Linked DNA regions of Sus scrofa: region 2 is linked to region 1. A link is a contact called in public Hi-C data. All regions are on one chromosome and are shown on one strand. Each heading gives the region's core, a stretch centred on a gene start, on an enhancer-like site or on the middle of the called end of the contact. The rest is flanking DNA. Distances are from core to core; before and after follow the strand shown. Region 1 holds the start of RBM22 (pre-mRNA-splicing factor RBM22). Region 2 holds the start of DCTN4 (dynactin subunit 4).

Region 1 (6,282 bases), core at 2,943-5,442:
TCAGGATCTGAGCCGCATCTTCGACCTACACCACAGGTCATGGCAACGCCAGATCCTTAACCCACTGAGGGAGGCCAGGGATTGAACCTGCAACTTCATGGTTCCTCATCGGACTCGTAAACCACTGAGCCGCGACGAGAACTCCCTATTTACAGAAGTTGATTAAAAAAATGTTCCACTTAAAATATATTTAAGTAAAATGAGGAGACTCAGGAGTTCCACTTATGCCCCACATGAAAAGAATGTCACCCCGACTCAGAGGAAAAGTGGTTAGGTGACACACTCATACATTTTATTGGGCTGGTCAGAAAGCTGATGGGGCAGGCAAACAGCCGAATCTCAAGGGTGGACAGACCCCTCCAAGGAGAGGTGACGGTAGACTGGCTCCCCTGTAGCGGAGCGTGGGAGGAAGGGCTGGGGACCATCCAAGCAGGCAAGAAGAAATCTCCTGAAATATCACAGAACTGCCCAAGGCCCTGGTGGGGCTGAGAGAACCGTGTGAAGCCCCTGGGAGCCTGCGACACCACGGACCCCGCATGGTCTCACCAGCTCTTTGCAAATCCTCCCCAGAGGCTCCTGAGGAGGCTCTGGGGGAGTGGGCGTGCTGGAGCGCGAGCATGCAATGGAAAGGGGGCACAGGACAGCAAGAAACCTTGTCGCCTGCCTAGGCCCCTCCCTCATCAGGAGCAAAAAGGCCTAAGCCACTGGGAGCCGAGCAGAAAACCCTGTGTCGCTAGGGCACAGGTAAACTGCTGCTCCAGCGAAGTAAGCAAAAGCCTCTACCCTTGGGAGGGTCAGGGTTCAGTCCTGAGCCCCATGATTTTATGCCAACACCATTAAAGGCTTCCAACCCCCGCAAGAGGGGCAAGACTCTCTTTCCCACAAGGCCAACCACTGATGGACGTCAGGGTTTGGCTGCCACAGAGAGGACAGGGAAGCAGGCTGAGAAAAGACCCATTCCCCAGGTGCAGGCACAGAGGACCTACTCAAGACTGAGGCTGAGACGGAAAAGAACCCGACTCCTCTGTGCCACCCGAGCCGGCAGCTCCTAGCAGACAGCGGCTGCTGGGGGCAAGGGCGGCGGCACAGAGACAGCCCAACCAGGCAGGTATGAAGGCCAGCTGAGAGCCAGCACCCCCTTGACCTGAAGCACGAAATTGCCCTGGTGGATATGAAATCTGTGGTATGCTGGCAACACCCTCAGACCAATGAACCCCAGTGTAGCTTAGTTCCTGACCAGACAGACCAAACTCCCCAACAAGGGCCTGACAGAGAGGGGGCTCGCCTCCTTCCAAGCATTACTACTATTCCGTTCCCACTGTCACGTAAGTAATGGCTGGCATTCAATTCAAAAGATGTGAGATACACAAAGAAGCAAGAAAAATCGCCCATTTATGATAAAACAAGATCATATATAGATACAACCCAGATGTTGGAACCACTGGCTGGGACTTAGACCCTGATGAACACGCTGAAGCTCGAGTTGACAATCTGGATGATACGCATGAGCAAGTTGCAGCCAAGAAGTAGAAACTCTAAGAGACAGTGAAATAAGAGGAGGGTATCTTCTCTAAGCTTGTCATATCCTTGTCATAACCTTGTCATATCCGAGAAAATAATCAGGAAACCTGGAAATGGGTCAATAGATATTATCCAAATTGAACCCACCCTCAGAAAAAAAATAACAGAGTATAAAGGTCTCTGGGATGATATAAAATAATGTAATTAGAGTCCCAGATGGAGAAGAAACTGGGCAGAATATTTAAAGAGATGACACCTAAGAATTTTCAAAATACAATGAAGGGAGTTCCCACCGTGGCGCAGTGGTTAACAGATCCGACTAGGAACCATTAGGTTACGGGTTCAATCCCTGGCCTTGCTCAGTGGGTTAAGGATCCGGTGTTGCCATGACCTGTGGTGTAGGTTGCAGACGTGGCTCCAATCCCTCGTTGCAGCTGGGGCCAGTGGCTACAGCTCCGACTCAACCCGTAGCCTGGGAACCTCCATATGCCATGGGAGCGGCCCAAGAAATGGCAAAAAGACAAAAAAAAAAAAAAAAATACAATGAAGGACAACAAACCACAGATGCATGAAGCTCAGATAAACCCAAGCACTTTCTTATATAGGAAAAATATACTTAGCATAGGATCAAATAATCCCACTCCTAGGTACTCACACACACGTGCAAAATAAAACCTGTGTTTACACAACAACCTGCGTGTGTATGTGTAATGACTTTATATTTACTGAAATCTGGAACAACTCAAATCCATAAACTGGCAAGCGGGTTTTTGTAAAAAAAAAAACCCTAGTACATCCATACAGTGGAATTCTCAGCAATAAGAAGGAACAAATTATTAATACATTTAACAATATGGATGAATTCCAAATACAATATGCCAATTGAAAAAAGTCAGATGAAAAGGCTATGTAGAATTCCGTTTAGGAGTTCCCATTGTGGCTCAGCAGAAACGAATCCGACTAGTATCCATGAGGATGCGTGTTCCATCCCTGGCCTTGCTCAGTGGCTTAAGGATCCAGCATTGCTGGGAGCTGTGGTGTAGGTCGCAGACAAGGCTCAGACCTGGCATTGCAGTGGCTGTGGTGTAGGCCAAAAGCTGCAGCTCCAATTCGACCCATATCCTGGGAACTTCTATATGCCGAACATGTGGCCCTAAAAATGGGGGGTGGGGGAGAATTACATTTATGACATTCTGGAAGTGGCAAAACTACAGGGACAGAACACAGATGGTTGCCATGGACAGAGTGTGGAGAGAAGTGGATTCACTCAGCAAAGGAACTTTTTGGGATAAGGTAATTCTATTTTTTCTTTTTACAGCTGCTCCTGCGGCATATGGAGGTTCCCAAGCTCGGGGTTGGATTGGAGCTGCAGCTGCAGGCCTACACCACAGCCATCACAATACTGGATCTGAGCTGCATCTGTGACCTATGCCACAGCTTGTGGCAACACTGGGTCTTTAATCCACTTGAGGCCAGGGATTGAACCCACATCCTCACAGAGACAACTTCCGGTCCTTAACCTGCTGAGCCACAACAGAACCTCCAGAAGATGGAATCCTTCTGTATTTGTAATGAATATACGTAAAAATTCATAACTGTACAAGTAAAATGGGTAAAAATTTACATAGATTATACTTTAATTTAAAAAAAAAGTGGAGACAAATACATGAGCTTGAAGATACAATATGACAAAACTATGAAAGTGGTACCAGAATGCTTGAAATTAATAAAAATATTGGCAGAGTGGTTGAGTTTTTCCAAAAACGACGTAACAAAGTATGTGTTGATCTGTAAGACCTTTTTCATTTCAGAAGTTGGAAAAACCATACTATTGTTTGGATTTGTGACTTAATCATTTTTTAGCTACACGATCAGAAGCAAGTTACTTAATCTCGCTAAACCTCAGGTGCCTTCTATAAAAGAGGTATAATCATACTTGCCTAGAGGGTAGAGGTTGTCAGATAAAATTAAGGGCCTCTTGCCAAATTTGACTTTCAGGTAAATGAGTCATTACTTAGTGTAAGTTATGTTTGGAATATATTTATACTAAAATAGGGCTCCCTGTTTATCTGAAGTTCAAGTGTAACTGCACTGGGAACTGTGTCCAGTCACTTACGATGGAGCACAATAATGTGAGAAAAAAGAATGTGTACATGTATGTGTAACAGGGTCACCATGCTGTACAGTAGCAAAAAAATTGTATTGGGGGAATGACTATTAAAAAATAATAATAAAAGGAAACAAAATGTAACTGGGCTTTTATTTGCTAAATCTGGTAACACTGTAGAGGGGTTATTATGTCCAAGTGTTAACTTGGACACTGTCAGGCAAGGCATTCCCCCACCGTGGGGCATAAGCGCTCAATGGGGCTAACGCTGTTTTAACACCGGCCCTTCATTCATTATGTGTCTCTTCATTCTTTCCCGCGATGTTTAAATAAATCAATTGTACTTGGGAAGCGTCATCCCCGGAAGCAACCAGCCGGAAGAAAGCAACTGTACGGCAACTGCAAAGCAAGCAATTCCGCGCGGGCGCGGTCTGGATGCGCAGGCCCCGCCCCCAAGGCGCACAGGCCCCGCCCCCAAGGCGCACAGGCCCCGCCCCAAGGCGCACAGGCCCCGCCCCAAGGCGCACAGGCCTCGCCCCCAAGGCGCGCAGGCCCCGCCCCCAAGGCGCGCAGGACGCGTAAATAAGACGTCGACGTGCCGGGGGCACCCGGGGCCTGACGGGATCGTGGCGGTCCGCGCTCCCAGCTCGGAACTGCGGCTACCTTTGCAGACGCTGTGAAGATGGCGACGTCCCTGGGCTCCAACACCTACAACAGGCAGAACTGGGAGGATGCGGTGAGCGTTCCCGCTCTGCCGGAGGGAGGCGGAAGGAGGCGGCGGGGCCAGGCCGTAGGCGGGCGGGCGGGGACGCGGCTGCGGCGCGGCCCGGGAAACCTTAGGGAGAAGCCGCGCTGCGGCCTAGCTTGGCCGAGGCTGGAGGCCGGGGGGCCGCCCTTCTGCGGTTTGGACCGGGAGAGCTCGGCCAGGCTTCAGGACCAGCCCGTTCCACTCTCGGCGAGGGGTCCTTTCTCCTGGCCCCGCCGGAAGTGCAGGCAGCGCCCCTCCCGCGGCCCGGCCCGGCCCGCGCTGGACCTCGGGTTCCTGCCCTGCTCCCCCGCGTTGCTCCTCGCCCGGCCTCCCGCCGCACCGCTGTGGCCGAGGTGGCAGGGTCTTCGGAGCCTGGCCTTCAACCAGATTCCCCTTTTTCACCAGGACTTTCCTATTCTGTGCCAGACTTGTCTTGGGGAAAACCCATACATCCGAATGGTGAGTGATGGCGTGTGGCACACATACATTTTGTGGCACTTGCACGCTTTCGGTGCTGTGTTTGTCTCAGCCAAGACGTGATCGTGCTGCTTTACTGACCCAGAGTGGGAGGCACGACTGGTAAAGGACTGTCATGCTTGTTCTCTAACTTTGGACTCAGGACAGTCCTGTGATGGTAACTAATACTGGTTGAGCATTTACCTAGTTAACCAGAAGCAAAGAGCGATTCTGTCTTTTCAGTAAAACAAGGAAGATGTGGAGCTGTGATGTAAATTCAGATATCCCGACTCTAGGAACCTCAGCAAATTAACAGGAGAACCAGGACTAAAATCGAGGTTCCCTGACTGCTAATCAAATGCCTTTTGGTCACTGCACCTTGTGATCTGTTCAGTGTGAGGTATCTTCTATCCCTGTAAATAAGGGTATAATTAGCAGTAGTTAACATTTAGTAATTAGATTAGGGCTGTGTTGCGCTCAATCTCAAAGGTATTGATTGACTTTATTCAAGGGATCAGCACAGGATAAGTAGTAGTTACCTTCTGACAGAACTTGTAAAAATGGCTTGGCCATGGCTGAGTTCTTGGGAGAGAACTTGGCAGCCGGAAGTGAATCTAAGAGTCGTGGTTGTGGCAGACTGGTGGTAGATCCATAAGATCTTGAGATTCACTTGTAGGTGATTAGGTTAGGTCTGCACCCCCCACACCGCACACACCCCATCTCTCCCTTTAAGATGCCAGAGATTTCCAGATACATTTCTTGGAGTCCCTCTGGGGAAGGTGCAGACATCGATTTTTTGTCTTTCTGTAACTCATTCTTTTTTTCTCTATTTCAGACCAAAGAAAAGTACGGGAAGGAATGCAAAGTAAGTATGTTAAAGAATAAAGATTTGGGGCATTCCCGTCGTGGCTCAGTGGAAACGAATCTGACTAGGATCCATGAGGACATAGTTTTGATCCCTGGCCTCGCTCAGTGGGTTAAGGATCCAGCATTGCCGTGAGCTGTGGTGTAGGTTGTAGATGCGGCTCTGATCTGGCATTGTTTTGGCTGTGGCGTAGGCCGGTGGCTACAGGTCCAGTTGGACCCCTAGCCTGGGAACCTCCTTATGCCACAGGCACCAAAAAAAAAAAGAGTAAAGATCTAATTTTATTTTCCTTTTCTCTTCAATTTGACGAGCTTTGACGTCCTTTATAAAAGTGAATGGTACACAGACGTTCACGTATCATGTGTAAACTGTTCACTGTTTAGTGTGAGGGTAGGAAAATGAACCGCTTAATATAAGGATTCGTCACGTGGTGTCGGTGGGGCTTTGAACGCCCTGAGATTGTATGTCTCATGTGTCACTTGACTGCACACGGGCATTTCACCTGAGAGAGGCGTGGCCGTCCTGAGGTTCCCCGAGGAGTGTAGGACACTTCTGGGCTCATCCCCTAAAGGGTTAGGGTCACGT
Region 2 (6,891 bases), core at 1,713-4,212, 42 kb before region 1:
CTTTTATTCTAAGAGTAGAGTCCCATCCATGAAACTGAATTAGTAGCAGGCAGTTGCTTGGTGAATAAGAGGTCAGAGTAAATGGAATTTAATGACTTTTAGGCTTAGTAGTTAAGGTATGATATAAGTTGTGAGAAAAAATATACGGGAGCACTGTACAAATCAAAAATCACAATATTAAATGTAAGATATTGTAAGAATATTAACAAAATCATATTAGAAAATATGCTGGACAGAGCACATAATATATGTAATAAAATATTGACATCTGAAGGCAGAAATTGACAGCAGTATAATAGTAGACGACTTCAATACCCCACTTAAAATACGGACACAACGTCCAGACTGAAAGGAAACAGGTGACGTGAGCATCAAATGATCCGAAGGGACCTGTCAGACATCAGCAGAAATGCCGCCCAACAGCAGCAACACACGCACTCTTCTTAAGCACTCTTGCCTCTCCCTCCAAGACAGGTTACATGTTAGGCCACAGCACAGCAGCCTACTTCCAAGAGGCTTCTGTGAACACAGTGGAAGGCAACTAGAAACCTGTAACAGCAAGAAAAGGGGAAGCTCGGAAATATGTGGAAACTAAACAACACACTCTTCAACAACCATTAGGTCAAAGAAGAAATCAAAAGGGAATTTTATAAGTCTCTTGGGACAAATGAAAGTTAAACCACAACATATCAAAAATTGTGGAATGCAGAAAAAGGAGTACTGAAGGAGAAGTTTATAGCATTAAATGACTTGATTAAAAAAAGAGTTATCTCAAACAACCTAACTTTATCGCTCAAGGAAATTTTTTAAAAAATAACAAATTAAGGCCAAAGTTAGCAGAAGGAAGGAACTATTCAAGAGCAGAGCAGAAGGACGTCAAAGACTAGAAAAAAAATCACAAAACCAAGAGTTGGTTTTTTGAAGAGATAAAATTGATAAACCCTTAGCTAAACTAAGACAAAAAGAAGACTCATAAAGTAAAATCAGAAATTAAACAGGATGCATTTCAGTGGATGCTGAGAAACAAAAAGGACCATCCAGGTTTATTGTGAACAACTCTATGGCAACAAATTAGACAACTTAGAATAAAGGTTTTTTGTTTGTTTTTTGCTGTTTAGGGCTCTACCCACACATATGGGTGCTTCTGGTTAGGGGTCGAACTGGAGCTACAGCTGCCAGCCTACACCACAGCCACAGTAACGCGAATCCAAGCCACGTCTGTGACCTACACCACAGCTCACAGCAATGCCAGATCCTTAGCCTACTGAGCGAGGCCAGGATTCAAACCAGTGTTGATCCCAGTCGGGTTCCTTAACTGCTGAGCCATGAAGGGAACTCCTAAATGAATACATTTTGAGAAACATATAAGCTACTAATATTGTAAGAAATAGCAAGCCTGAACAGACCAATAACGACTAAGGAGACTGGATCAGTAATCAGAGCTTCCCACCAAAAAAATCCCAGGACCAGATGGCTTCATTCGTGAATTCTACCAAACATTCAAAGACAATACCAATCTTCCTTAAATTGTTTTAAAAATAGAAAAGGGACCACCTCCAAACTCGTTCATAAGGCCAGCATCATCCTGACACCAAAACCCAACGAAGGCATCACAAAAAAAGAAAACTATGGAACAATATCCCTAATGAACATGGATACAAAAATCCTCAATAAAGTACTTACAAGCCAAATTCAAGAGCACTTTAAAAGGATCATACGCTGTGACCAACTAAGCCTTAGAATATGCGCTAGAAAAAAAGTAAAGGACGCCTAGCAACACTGTTCATTCATTGGTTCCATTCCTTCTTTTTTTTCTCTTTTTAGGGCCAGGCCTGTGGCATATGGAGGTTCCCAGGTTAGAGGTCAAATCGCAGCGGCAGCTGCCCGCCTACACCACAGCCACAGCAACGCAGGACCCACACCTTGTCTGCGACCTACATTACAGCTCCCGGCAATGCGGGATCCTTAACCCACTGAGTAAGGCCAGGGATGGAACACCTGCATCCTCATGCATGCTAGTCAGATTCTTTAACCCCTGAGCCACGACGGAAACTCCCATCCTATCCACTTTCTGGAGGCAAACACAGAAGCAGGATCCCTGTGTTGTTTCCAGGTTAGTCTCTTTAGCAGTTCTCAACTGCAGCTGCACATCAGAATCTCTTGGGGAACTTTGTATTTATATGTATTTATTCATTTATTTATCGGAGGTTCCAGGCTAGGGGTCTAATCGGAGCTGTAACTGCCGGCCTCCACCACAACCACAGGAACGCGGGATCCGAGTCTCTCTGCGACCAACAACAGGGCTCACCTGCAACGCTGGATGCTTAACCCTTAACCCACTGAGCAAAGCCAGGACTCGAACCTTCGTCCTTATGGATGCTTATCAGATTCGTTTCCGCTGAGCCACGACGGAACACCCCCATTCGTTCAGTAAGCAATAGTTAATTGAATACTCCCAATCCTAACGCTAAGTGGACAAAATGAATGAGATAGGGCTTCTGCGTGGAACCGTCAGGGAACTTCAAACGACGAAACGTCTGTGAAAGTTTCCTACAGTTCAGTGGCAAGATGTGCAGAGAAAGCGCTAGTGTGGACCCTACTTTTTCAGGTCCCATGAACTCTCCGTCTAACTCCGATGTTTGGAAGGGGAGGGTGGGAGAGGCGGTGTTAAGTAAAACGAAAGGGCAGCTTCCTTTCCGTTAGAAACAACGGAAAGGAGATCGCTGGATGTGACTAGATGCGACCAGCGAGCGAAAGGTCTGAGCTCGGCACCAGCCGCTGCGGCTCACAAAGCCCTGGGAGGCTCGCCCCACACCCCAGAGAAACCCGGGACTCCGGCTGCGCATGCGCACTTTCGCCCGGCGCCCAGCCCAGCGGTCCCGGCAACCTTACGTCAAAGTCTACGTAGGGAGGGACGCCGGGGAAACGCTGGCTCTCGGGTCACGTGACGCGGCGCGGCGTCGTTGGCTCCTCCCTCTCCAAGATGGCGTCCCTGCTGCAGTCGGAGCGGGTTCTCTACCTAGTCCAGGGAGAAAAGAAGGTTCGGGCCCCGCTCTCGCAGCTTTACTTCTGTCGCTATTGCAGCGAGCTGCGATCGCTGGAATGTGTGTCTCACGAGGTAATGCCGTCGCCCCATCAGGGGTGTGTGTTGGGGGAGGGGAAGGCATTCCTCCTAGTCACCGCGACTGCCGGGGACATTCCGCCGGTTGGAGGCGGGTAGTCATTTTCTTAGCGTGCTGATTGGTTTTGCCTTCCGTCACTCAGAGTTGCCTGTGATTTAATTTGCACACAGTTTGTCGCTTGAAAAGGCGGAGCGGTCTTGGGTGGGGCCGAGCGGCCCTTCTGGTTCGTGAGCGCCCTCTGATTGGACAAACTCGGCTTTGGGGACCCTGGCCTCCGGGGGGATGGTCCTTGGGTGGGTTGCTGGGGGAAAAGCTGCTTAGTTCAGTTCTCTTTAGGCGAGATATCCTCCTTCCAGGGTTGATTGAAGGGATGCGGAGGGCCTTGGGCATTTTCATCCATGCCCCTCCCATCCTGGAAGTTCTGCCCCTGCTTTAGCAGAAACTGGGCCCTCATCCGACAGCCTTGCTCGGTTTCCTGGCCCAGGCTTGCAGCCGAAAAGAGGTTGGGATGGGGTGAGCTGAGTGAAAGGCGTAGAATATTGTCTGTCTTGTAAGAAGATCATAGTGTTAGATATATAGCACTTCCGCTGAGCGTACAGTTCTGGCCTTCACGAGCACAAGTGGGCATTGGAGGTGGTATTGCTCAGAACGTGAAAGACCCCACCCACTAAAAAAAAATCACCGCAAAGCAAAACCCCCAAACTTCGCAGCACTAGGCACATCTTGTTCATTAAGGAAGCTTTGGGGATTAAAAGACGCGTTAAGACATAAATCCCGCTGTTGAGTAACTTGGAGTCTCGTGAAGGAAAAGCTGATTAGTAATAATACATAGTTACTGCTTAGTCAGTACCTTCTGTATGCTTTGTGCTTTAGATAATCTCCTTTAATCATTGTACAAACCAATAGGATGGATACTGTTTTTTTTTAAAAATTGTATTTAAAAGAAACAAGACACGTAATGTTCGCATTAGGTCACACTGCCAGAAATTTGGGGGTGAGAGGAGGACCAGGATTTAAAACCAAGCAGCCTGATTCAGAGGACTTCAGTGAAGATTCTTGGACTGTTAAAAATACATAGAAGAATATGTCCTATATTATAGGCCATTTTACATGTTAGTAGTAGTAATTTCGCTGGGAATATTTTTTGTAATATTAACAATAGAGAATGCAGTTAAATAAGAGAAAAATCAACGCCATATTATATACCTGGTTTTTTTCTTCCATTAGCACCTTGGTGGTTATGTCTTTGGCAGATCTTTTTTCTTTAGGATGCTTCCCTATTCCAGCTCCACCTCCACAGTTAGATTCTCATTGGTGATCATTGAGCTCAGTCCCCACAATCTCTAAGGATCTTTTCAGCTGGAACATTCAGTCTGTTCCTGCATCTTTTACTGACTGGTGTGCCTGCGTGAAATGGAGGCCATTAGGGTTTGGGGAAGGATGATAAGAGTGAGGGCTGAAGCAGTCCAGAAAGTTCTAAGGGTGAGCTGAGTATTGGAGCTGCACTTGAGGGGACAAGCATAATTTGGAAAGGGGACAAGAAGGAATGAATTATATTTTGCCTTTAAAGATGAGTAAGTGCAAATAGAAGTTAACAGAACTGTATTTTATGTTCCTAGAGACTATTTGAGCAGCAACTTTATCTTTTCAAAGGTGGTTCTGCTTATAAGCAGATAATGAAAAAAGAAACCAGTGTTTATTGTAGTATTTATGTTCAAGTGAATCTGTCCTTTCATCTGCAGGGCACTAGAGTTCTAGAATTATCAAATAGGATGTACCCTGCCTTAAAATAATTACTCCTTAAAAAAATACAATGAATTTAAAAAAAAATTTTTTTTTTTGACTGTGCCTGTGGTGTGCAGAAATTCCTGGGTCAGGGATGGAACCCTTGCCACAGCAGTGACAGTGCCAGACCCTTAGCCCACTGAGCCACCAGGGAATTCCTAATTCTTATGCTATGTTTTCAAGTTAAATACAATAAGACTGTCTTGTTAACCTAGTAGTTTAATTTTCCATTTAAAAATATCTAATTGGTTGACCACAGCTGATTTTATGTGTTAATTTATGCTGTTTTTCAGTGACTATGTAATACCTCTGAGATGAGAAAATTTTTTTAATTTCTCTTAACAATTTAAGTGTGGGAGTTCCCTTTGTGGCGCAGTGGTTAACGAATCCGACTAGGAACCATGAGGTTGCGGGTTCAATCCCTGGCCTTCCTCAGTGGGTTAAGGATCCGGCGTTGTTGTGAGCTGTGGTGTAGGTTGCAGACGCGGCTCGGATCCCACATTGCTGTGGCTCTGGCATAGGCCAGCAGCTACAGCTCCGATTCGATCCCTAGCCTGGGAACCTCCGTATGCCGCAAGAGTGGCCCTAGAAAAGGCAAAAAGACAAAAAACAAACAAACAAACAAAAAAAAACCACAACAATTTAAGTGTGGTCAAGTTACTGTAGTGCAATAAAGCTAACCTAGGTAGGATATTTGATCACAGCTTCATAAATTGGATTCTTTTGTTAGTCTGTTTAGATTATAATAGAGATCTTCTTTCACATAAACATGTTACAGCACCTCTGGTGCATAAAACCCTGAAGAAGGGGAATGGGAGCGATCAAAAAGGAAAAATAGAAGGATTTCAGGAAATCTAGAGGTTAAGAAAAAAATGAGTGATTGAAGCACCCTAAGCCAAAAGACAGTTCAGGTTCTTTGCCAGATCAGCGGTTTCTCACCTGCTGCAGAATAATGTATTTTAAAAATAGCTATTAAGCACAGACACATACACAAGCCAAGCTGAATGTCTTTCCTCTGATTTTTTAATTTCTTATTTCTTTTTAGGTGGACTCTCATTATTGTCCCAGTTGTTTAGAAAATATGCCATCGGCTGAAGCCAAACTAAAAAAAAATAGGTAAGACTGGAATCCATTTTTTCTGTTTCCTCCAACTGTTTTTTTTAATAGCTGGTAAGAAAACACATGGAATTGACTCTAATTTTTAACAAGCTGTTACTCATTTTTAGCATCACTTTTGCCAAAGATCAAGTGTCCTTTCATCAAAAAATAAATGAACTCTGTATTTTAGACCAGTCGTAGACTTAGGAGTTGCTGTGAAGGTGAGAGAGGACTTTGCTTTGCCCGTGTCCAGTCTCCGCTGCTGTTAATGTCTCCCTTAGTGGGGTCTGTTTGTCTCAATTGATGAACTGTCTTGATAGCATTATTATTAAATAGAGCCCATATTTTATTTAGATTTCCTCAGTTTTTCCCGAATTTCCTTTTTCTGTTCTACGGTCCTGTTCAGGATACCCACGTTATATTTAATAGTCACGTCTCTTTAGGGTCCTCTTGCTGTGACATTTTCTTTGACTCTGCTTAGTTTTGATGATCTTAGGAATTCTGAGGCGTGCTGGTAAGATATTCTGTAGGACGTCACTGAATTGGAAGTTGTCCGTTTTTCTCAGCAGCTGGAGGAGTATGTCATGGGGAGGGGACCGCACAGTTAGGGTGTGTGTCTCCTGGCACCGTCTCATGGGTACATGTTTGTGTACCACCAGTGTGACTTAGCACCGCTGAGGCTCAACTCGATGACCCCGCTTGAGCTAGTGTTTGTCAACTTTCTCTGATGTAAAGTTAATCTTTTTTTTTTCCCTTGTCCTTTTCCATATTGTACTCTTTGGGAGGAAATGCGCTCTTACAGCCCACATTTAAATAGTGGGGAGGAGTTCCTGTCGTGACTCAGTGGTCAACGAACCAACTAGTATCCTTGAGGATGGGGGTTCGA

The links. A called contact is a pair of places that touch in the nucleus more often than the background predicts.
Region 2: a contact with region 1 is called in a Hi-C map of liver, with 2.4 times the contacts expected there. The contact joins the promoter of DCTN4 here to the promoter of RBM22 in region 1. A contact is called at or near these places in 4 of 47 Hi-C or Micro-C datasets (embryonic fibroblasts, heart right ventricle, liver and 1 more) and 1 of 2 datasets of contacts at active chromatin or transcription factors (alveolar macrophages).

Annotation. Positions count from the first base shown.
Region 1 is chr2:151,670,247-151,676,528 of Sscrofa11.1, reverse strand. RBM22 (pre-mRNA-splicing factor RBM22) reads left to right here and starts at 4,192. Exons shown (of 11, transcript XM_021085031.1): 1 at 4,192-4,364; 2 at 4,782-4,835; 3 at 5,668-5,697. The coding sequence starts at 4,311.
Region 2 is chr2:151,709,994-151,716,884 of Sscrofa11.1, reverse strand. DCTN4 (dynactin subunit 4) reads left to right here and starts at 2,962. Exons shown (of 13, transcript NM_001244307.1): 1 at 2,962-3,118; 2 at 5,953-6,023. The coding sequence starts at 2,984.